Regions from separate parts of the Sus scrofa genome. Here region 1 is linked to region 2. The links are chromatin contacts, called in public promoter capture Hi-C maps. All regions are on one chromosome and are shown on one strand. The core of a region is the stretch at or near the end of the contact, and the rest is flanking DNA. Distances in the headings are between cores, read along the strand shown.

Region 1 (4,608 bases), core at 1,254-3,753, 96 kb after region 2:
CACAGCAACGCTAGATCCAAGCTGCGTCTGAGACCTACACCACAGCTCACGGCAATGCTTGATCCTTAACCCTCTGAGCCAGGCCAGGGACTGAAATGGAGTCAGTGTTGGATCCTTAACCTGCTGAGCCGCAATGGAAACTCCTGAATTTTAGGTTACTTTTAATATAAATTGTTTTTTTGAATGCCTCATCATTGTTTATCTCCCTTGGAATAATAGTCCCCCTCCTTTTTTTTTTTTTTTTTTGGCCTCAGCTCTGGCATATGGGAGTTCCCAGGCCAGGGATCCAATCCAGGCTACAGCTGTGACCCATGCCACAGCTTGCAGCAATGCCACATCCTTAATCCATTGATTGAGGCCAAGGATCAAACCTGCATCCTCATGGATACTAGTCAGGTTAGTTTCTAGTGATCCACAACGGGAATTCCATGAAATTGCTTTCTGTTTCTTTTTTTTTTTTTTTTTTTGGTATTTTTTGGTATTTTTTGCTATTTCTTGGTCTTGGGCCGCTCCCGCGGCATATGGAGATTCCCAGGCTAGGGGTCCAATTGGAGCTGTAGCCACTGGCCTACACCAGAGCCACAGCAACGTGGGATCCGAGCCGAGTCTGCAACCTACACCACAGCCCACGGCAACGCCGGATCGTTAACCCACTGAGCAAGGGCAGGGATCGAACCCGCAACCTCATGGTTCCTAGTCGGATTCGTTAACCACTGCGCCACGACGGGAACTCCTGCTTTCTATTTCTTGATTATAGCATTCCTAAAACTGCTTAGGTCAAGCCTCAGCTTTTCGTTGAATTGTAAATCTTTATTATTATTATTATTATTTTATCTTTTTAGGGCTGCACCCTTGGCATATGGAGGCTCCCAGGCTAGGAGTCTAATCGAAGCTGTAGCCGCCAGCTTATGCCACAGCCACAGCAATGCCAGATCCGAGCCTTGTCTGAGACCTACACCACAGCTTACATCTAGGGCTGCAGGAAGCGGCCCTAGAAAAGATAAAAAAGACAAAAACAAAAAAAAAAACCAAAGGAAGTTAGATCTTTTCATCAGCCTTTTTCCTAAGGAGTATACCTCTCCTTTTTCCACACACAAACCTCAGGTCAGATGCTCAGCTCTTTTCTTCCCGTTGAAGGCACTGAAAACATTCACAGCCCTACTTCCTGGTGGTGGTTATAGTTAGTATCATCGTGTGCTTCCTTTTAAAGCTATTTCATCTGGGTATGAATTTGCATTTTTTAAAGCATGTAATTGTTTTGTATAGATGATTGTTCTGTAAGAACTGTTTGAGCACATCCTCTGTACCTGCTCATCAGGAGTTACAACAGACTTCATATGAATAGGACTAATACTCAGCTTTCCTAGAGATCTATTAGGAAACCATACAGTGGAGTAAATATAAAAAGGGTGTTTCTCTAGATTTGATAATTCCATAATCCATCTGAAATTAGGGCCCAAAGCAGAGCTAGCTGCCTTATATTGAATTTTGTTCCCTTTTAAATGTTACATATCATAAGGACCTCATTATTGAATGTATTTATTTGTGCTGTACCATACTTTCATACTTTGGATATTATGTACATTGAAACAAAATCAATTTGAGACATTCCTTTTGAGTTTATGTGGATAGTACTTAGCCAAGCTGTGTTTGAAAACATGACTGAGGAGTTCCCGTTGTGGTGCAATGGAAAAAAATCCGACTAGTATCCATGAGGATGCAGGTTCAATTCCTGGCCTCAGTCAGTGGGTTAAGGATCTGGTGTTGGCATGAGCTGTGGTTTAGGTCACTGACATGGCTCAGATCCTGCATTGCTATGGCTGTGGTATAGGCCTGTAGTTACAGCTCTGATTCAACTCCTAGTCTGGGAGCCTCCATATGATGTGCGTGTGGCCCTACAAGCAAAGAAAGAAAGAAAGAAAACATGACTTTCTTGAGGTAGATTATGAGCCTAACATTTCTTGAATTTTGAATTTATTGTTAATCAGTTATGTGATAGATCTTGTGTAGTACACAATGGAGAATCATTTGGAAAAGACAATATTTGACCATTGTGGTATAAACTGTGATGTTCTCAACAGGAGCCTGGAAGAATTCTGTGGAAGAGTGGACGACAGAAGACTGGACTGAAGATGTAAGTGTCAGCATCAGATCTGACCCATCTTGCTCTTGGATTCTGGTAGGGACAGGGATACTTTGCTGGAAACCCCGGCACACTTTCTGGCTCTTTTTGGCTCCCTTTCAGATGTCTGTGATTACCACGTTTTTTTAAAGCAGATGCTTCTCAGAAGGAAGTTGATGTTTTGAGATTTTTGAGAAACTTGGTTTCAAAGCATACATTTAAAGGTGACTGAGTGTTAAATAGGAATGACATCATTTTTTGGCTTATCATCGTTGTTTTCTTTGGCCTGATAACCAACTGATGTTATTACCCTGGCCTGTGAACGATTAATCTTTAAAACCTTTTCTTTTTTTGGCCGTGCCTGTGGCATGTGGAAGTTCCCAGGCCAGGAATCAAACCCATGCCAAAGCAGTGACTCTGCCTGCTGCAGTGACCACACCAGATCCTTAACCCACTGCACCGCAAGAGAACCTCTATAACTTCTTTTTTTCCTTTTTCTTTTTAGGGCTGCACCCGCAGCATATGAAAGTTCCCAGGCTAGGGGTCAAATTGGAACTGCAGCTGTTGGCCTGCATCACAGCTATAGCAATGCCAGATCCTTAACCCACTGGATGGAGCCAGGGATCAAACCTGCATCCTCATGGATACTAGTCAGCTTTGTTTCTGCTGAGCCACAGTGGGAACTCCTTTACAACCCTTTTTTTCCCCCTCTTTTTAGGGCCGCACCTGAGGTATATGGAGGTTCCCATGCTAGGGGTTGAATCAGAGCTGTAGCCTCTGGCCTGTGCCACAGCCACAGCAACACTGGACCCGAGCTGTGTCTGCAACCTATAGCTCATGGCAACGCTGTATCCTGAACCCACTGAGCGAGGCCAGGGGTTGAACCTGCAACCTCATGGTTACTAGTTGGATTGGTTTCTGCTTGCCACAACGGGAACTACAACCAAATGCATTTTTCTTTCTTTCTTTCTTTCTTTCTTTTTTTTTTTTTTTTTTTGGTGGCTGTACCTGCAGCATATAGAAGTTCCTAGGCCAGAGATCAAACCTGTGCCACAGCAGTGACCCAAGCCCCTGCAGTGACAACACTAGATCCTTAACCCACTGAACCACTAGAGAACTCTCTAACCTTTTTATTAAAGGAGAGAGTCTGTGTTTGGGGTTCACAGTTGAAATGAACTCAAATAAATAATTCTGGTTCTAGGCTCAACTGCTTCCATTTTCAACTATTCTGGCTCTTTTGTATTCATTTATTCCTCAGACATATTTGAGTGCACTACACTGGCTTCAGGATAGTGTTGCTCTCTAAGTTCACGGTTAGCATAAGATAACTCTGTTTACCTCTCAAGAGCCAGCACACAAGTATGACACATGTTCATGAGTTATAGCTGACATTAGGGGATGCTAATAAAGGGCTTACTGCCCTTGAGAATCACATAAAGTGCCCCAGACTTGAAGGTTTTATTTTTCTTTTTGAGATTATTCCACCTCCCTTCCCATTTTTGTACTTTTTTTTTTTTTTTAAACAAAACTGCACTTGTGCTTCCTTTCTTTTTAGCACTGTTTTATCTGACTTGTTAGGGACTGAGCTGGGTAGGGTGTGAGAAAGGAGGAGAAAGATATATGCACCTGATTGGAATTTTGGAGATGTAAGGTATATTTTCACTTTGGTCACACACTGTCCATAAGTCCTTGGGGAATGATGTCACTGGGCTGTCTGTTGCCTGTAGTCTGAGGAGACTGGGCTAAATGGTGGCTTTTAGAATTACTGGTGGGATGATAAAAAGTCAGAGTGAGCAGCCTTTGGCACTTTACCTTATTTCAGACAAAGCTGTTCTGTTTTTAAGTGTTTTGTGTTACTAGAGTTTTCGCTAAGAGTTTACTATAAAGGAAAAAAAAAAGCCTTCCAGAATTAAGAGTTTTAGATCTGCTTGCCTGTTGTCTGGTTCATCCTGCAGGTTAGAGAGTCAGCAGGCTATCAGAAGGCATATGCCCTGTATTTGAATTCTAGCTAGGTTGACCTTTTCGCCTTAGGTGAGGCATCTTTCTTTTCTGCGCCTCTCTAACTATCCTGCCTAACTGATGGAGTTATTCTGTGCCTCAGATGAGGTCTGTAATGTAAGTCAGCTAACAAGAGGTTCAAATGTACATGCATATAGGCAGTAATATTCTGTTTAGAGCATGTTGTCTCACAATATAATTACTAAAAAGAATTGGCATAAGGAATTTGGATACCTTTTCTCAGGAATTATCACAATTATTTAAAAGTCTTCTGGTATATATAAAGTGATGTTGATTAACAGGTGAGTACTCTAAAATGCAAATCCTAAACTCCTTCTAGAGCTTAGAAAGAGAAAACAATGCCATTTCTTGTATTCTACTGGGGTTTTATTGGAGTTCAATGACTAATATAATTCTCACTTAAACTTATTATTTTTAAGGCTTTAGATCTATTCTATTATTGCTTTTAATGGAATTACTCCTTAATT
Region 2 (4,194 bases), core at 1,097-3,596:
TCAGTCAGGCTGGGTAGAAAAGGGTGGTAGTGATATCCCTTAGGAGAGATTTGGAAAGGATAGTTCTATTGCATCCAGGTGGTAATAACTATAGTGAGTAAGGTTTTAGGACTCTTATGCCCTTCCCCCCATTCCAGGTCTTAGGTAGGACATGTTCCTTGATAAATGATAATTTGGTGAAACCGCCCAGGGCAATATGCTTGGCATAGAAAGACAGACGTTTTAAAATATAAGAGGAAACTGAGGCCTGGAGAGGTAACATAGCTTGTATAAACCAACACATAGTCTTAAACACCAGTACTTTCTCCACGTAGAATTTTTATTATTTTTTTTTTCTTTTTAGGGCAGCACCTGCAGCATATGGAGGTTTCCAGGCTAGGCGTCCAATCAGAGCTACAGCTGCCAGCCTACGCCACAGCCACAGCAATGCCAGATCTGAGCCCCATCTGCGACCTACACCACAGCTCATGGCAACACCAGATCCTTAACCCACTAAGCGAGGCCAGGGATAGAGCCTGCAACCTTATGGTTCCTAGTTGGATTGTTTACCCTGTGCCACGATGGGAACTCCTCCATGCAGATAGTTAACTTATAGACTATAGTTTCTTTTCACTGCGCCCTCAATCACAAACCCTCTTTCCCACTTCTCAAAAACAGCTGTTAGCAGGTTCGTATAGATCCTTTGGAAGTGTTTTCTTGTGCTCTTTCCATTATGTCTGTGCCTCTCAAAGGATGGTTTTTATCTTTGACTCTCCCACACATTTCTTTTTTTCTTTTTTTGGTCTTTCTTTTTAGGGCTGCACCCACGGCATATGGAGGTTCTCAGGCTAGGGGTCTAATTGGACCTGTAGCCACAGCAACACCAGATCCGAACCGCATCCTCGACCTACACCACAGCTCATGGCAATGCCGGATTTTTAGGCCACTGAATGAGGCCGGAGATTGAACCCGAAACGTCGTGGTTCCCAGTCAGATTCGTTTCTGCTGTGCCAAGATGGGAACTCCTCTCCCACACATTTCTATACAGCAGAAATACAAAAAGAAGGAAGACTAAACTGACTATATACAACGCTAGCTCACTGTAAAAAGAGAGATAAGATACATCTACACATGAATGGTCATGATAATAAGTTCTATTTGTTAAAGGCACAGCCTGAGCATTCTTGATCAATTCAGATGAAAAACAAAGTTTTCCCTTGAACTGAGCAGGCTATTAAGGATTCAAGTGTTTTGCATCAAGTACTTTAACCTACAAGTCTATTAGTACCTGGCAAGTTAGTAACTCGTAGAGTGCCCCATACAAAGATCAGTATGTGCTAATTCCCTTTTCATCTTGGACCTATGGTGCCCAAGGATACATGCAGGGTGTGAAAATAATCGCTAATATTTATTGAGGGTTTATTCTGTGCCAATCTGGTATTTTACATAATCTTATTTCACAACCTGGTGAAGCGGTGTTATCACAAAGGAAAGCTCAAATCGAGGTAAGGCCTGCTGGATTCCAAAGTCCTTAGATACTGCCTTTGAGGGTCAACCGTCCAGTAATTGAGAACATACTCTAAAATACTCTGCTACAATTATAAACCATTAGCTCCTTCTTTATGCTTAACAGGTGAGGTCATTTTGAGAGGCAGGTTATTCATTATTAGGAGACAGATAATCTGGTTTGGGTCTCCTCAGCCAGTTAACAACTGAACCTCCCTGATCCTTTCTCTTTGCTTAAAACCGGGACAATCCCAGCCTCAAAGGGTTGACTTTACGACTTAATAAAACTGGTTGTATAAACGGCTGACGAGTAGGCTTTCTAGAAATGTTAGTCTTTTCACGCATAAGGGGCTTGGGACTGCATAATTTGAGCCCACGTTTCGTAGGACGTAAGCCTCGGGGCCTTCCCACTCCGGTGGAGGTTCCCTGGGAAGCCAGCTGGGTGCAACGGATATCTCCGCGAGCCGTTGGTGTTTTCCCGCGCAGGGGGGCGGGGCAGAGCGCCGGCTCGGGAAGGTGGTAGCCGAACCCCACCTCCCACGGCGACTACATCTCCCAGCAGGAATCATGCTCAGCTGCCTAGCAGGGGCCGCTCACTAGCATTAGTCTCAGATGCCTGCCCTGTCCGCTTTCCGTCTCGGCCTTCCCTCGGTCCGAAGTCACAGCCGCACCATCCATGAAGCCACGAGGGAAAGGATGTGGTGGTAGATGGCTTTGCTGTGCAGCAAGTTGAGAATCGTAGTGCCCTGGCGCAACGCTTGGCAGGCTAGGGTCTTCTTGAGTGGTTGGACCACTTCACGTGATGAGAGGAAGGCGGCCGCAAGGCAGCGACCTGTGGTGCCTTGTGAGGTCATCACAGCGCGACAACGAGCTGCACTTGTGGGCTTCCTGGAGGCGGGAGCTAGCACGTCCCTAACAACTCCGAGTACGAGAAACTGCGTAAACTCGCCCTTGTTGGCTCCATCTGCGTGCCTCCCCCTGCCTCAACCATGCTGGCCCAGTCTGGAGGGCATGACGGGGGGTTGGTTAGTGAGAGCGACGCGCTCTGTGGGCGGGTTGATGACGAGCCGCGGGCGAGCGACTTGTAGTGGCTCCTCCTTCGCCCATGACGTAGAGGTCACGTGACGGGCCGAGCAGCCTCTGCCGCCGCCGCCGCTTTGTAAGAGGCACATTGGCAGGTAACGAGCGGCGGCGGCGGCGGCGGCAGCGGCAGCGGCAAGCGGCAGCGGCAGCGGCAGCAGCAGCAGCGGGTCCCGAGTCCAGCGAGAGCAGCAGCGGTAATTGGCACCTTCTCTCACCTTCCCCGGTCCAGGTCCCTGAGCTCTGCAGCTTGCGCCCGGTAGTCCTGGCTTCTGTTCTTCTTTTCTCCAACCTTCTTCATAGTGCCCCAGCGCCCACCCGTGAAAGCGGGCCGAGCTTCCCTCGCTGGTTTCACGCGTCCTCAGTTTGCCCAGGCCTGGTGCAGTCCTTCCTCTCTCCCGCGGGTTGTCCGGGGCTCCTTCCTGCCTACCCCAACGCTTGTCGTCCCGGCCCCACCCAGCCCCAGGGGGCGCCTTCCCCTCCCCCCGGTCGGGTTTCTGCCCTGGAGGGTGTGGTTTTCTCTCCCACCGTTGTCCCTCCCTTGCCTGTCCGCTGGAGCTCCCGCGCCACGCTGTCGCCGACCGACCACTTTTCCGTTTTCATGCCTGTCGCTAGACCTGGGACTAGATATTTCAGAGCCTTACTTCTGCGCTCTCTCGCCTTTCCCGGCTACCCAGAGGCTAGTGCAGTTCCACTTCTCCTCTTCATTCGGGAAGGTTTTGGTGTCAGACACTTAGGACTCAGTTTTCCTCCACGTTCCCAGTTCCTGTAGTCTGGCCGTGTCACAGTTGTTCTTTAGTGTAGGTTTGCAAGAGCTTTGTAAACTAAAGCACTCTTAGAATACTATTCAAAATGTTACTCTTCCATTGGTGCATTGCATCTCAGTTTTCTTTGCCGCTGAATCACTTTTCACTTGGCTTTCCACTTTTCCCCCAGGGTTTTCAGTCTAATTAGTTGTCCTCGCACCTCACGTGCCACCACTGTTCTCACCACTCTGGTCTCATCCTTGTTCTCTCTGGGAGTTGATTGCGTGATTCCATCATCATTCCTGTTATTTCCTGTTTGACATAATCCGGTAGTTTACTTCCACCTCTGTTGGATATTGTTTCTACTTGTATCCAAGATGTCTCTACTAGTATTTAGGCTTACTTTCTTCAGCTCTTGTGCGTCTGAATAATTGAGAGTTTTGAAGGTCTCCATAAGGTGTCCAGAGATCATCTTTTATCTGATAAAGGGCATACAATTCATTTTTTGGGTGAATGTAATTTTATATTTTCGCTTCGATTATGATAGTACTTTTAAGACCAAGGGATATGTGAGTAGTCTAATCCTCGCTTTTCACCAGAAATTGTGCATTCTTAATTTTTAGTGTCAGTTTGTCTAATGGAAGTGGAAGGAAGGTGAATATTAATACTTAAGCTCTCCTACAGAGGGGATTGGGTGACTCTCTTGGGGTGGTGTCTGTCTCAGGAAGGGATAAATTCCACTCTCTGGAGATGTTATGGTCTTCCAGTGCACCCGAATCTCTAACCTGCCTGTAGAGCCCCTAAGTTAGGGCTATCCTCCCATTGCTCTGAAGCCTTGTCTTACCATAGGGCAGACGTGATTAGTTTCCGCCACACTACTCTT

The links. Promoter capture Hi-C pulls out the DNA fragments that hold promoters and counts their contacts.
Region 1: a promoter capture Hi-C map of liver shows a contact between it and region 2, with 2.1 times the contacts expected there. The contact joins the enhancer-like site here to the promoter of UBAP2 in region 2. A contact is called at or near these places in 1 of 5 promoter capture datasets (liver), 4 of 47 Hi-C or Micro-C datasets (embryonic fibroblasts, liver and skeletal muscle) and 2 of 2 datasets of contacts at active chromatin or transcription factors (alveolar macrophages and skeletal muscle).

The regions. Positions count from the first base shown.
Region 1 is chr10:32,848,803-32,853,410 of Sscrofa11.1, forward strand. It overlaps UBAP2 (ubiquitin-associated protein 2), which reads left to right. Exons shown (of 28, transcript XM_021064693.1): 9 at 2,082-2,134. Among named protein-coding and RNA genes, the nearest start is that of UBAP2, 95 kb to the left of the region's middle. Within about 2 kb of position 2,504, at least 4 of the 83 cell types and tissues checked have an H3K27ac peak or open chromatin away from gene starts, as enhancers often do. A contact at or near this core is called in liver, where this site is marked.
Region 2 is chr10:32,753,361-32,757,554 of Sscrofa11.1, forward strand. It overlaps UBAP2 (ubiquitin-associated protein 2), which reads left to right and starts at 2,347. Exons shown (of 28, transcript XM_021064693.1): 1 at 2,347-2,762.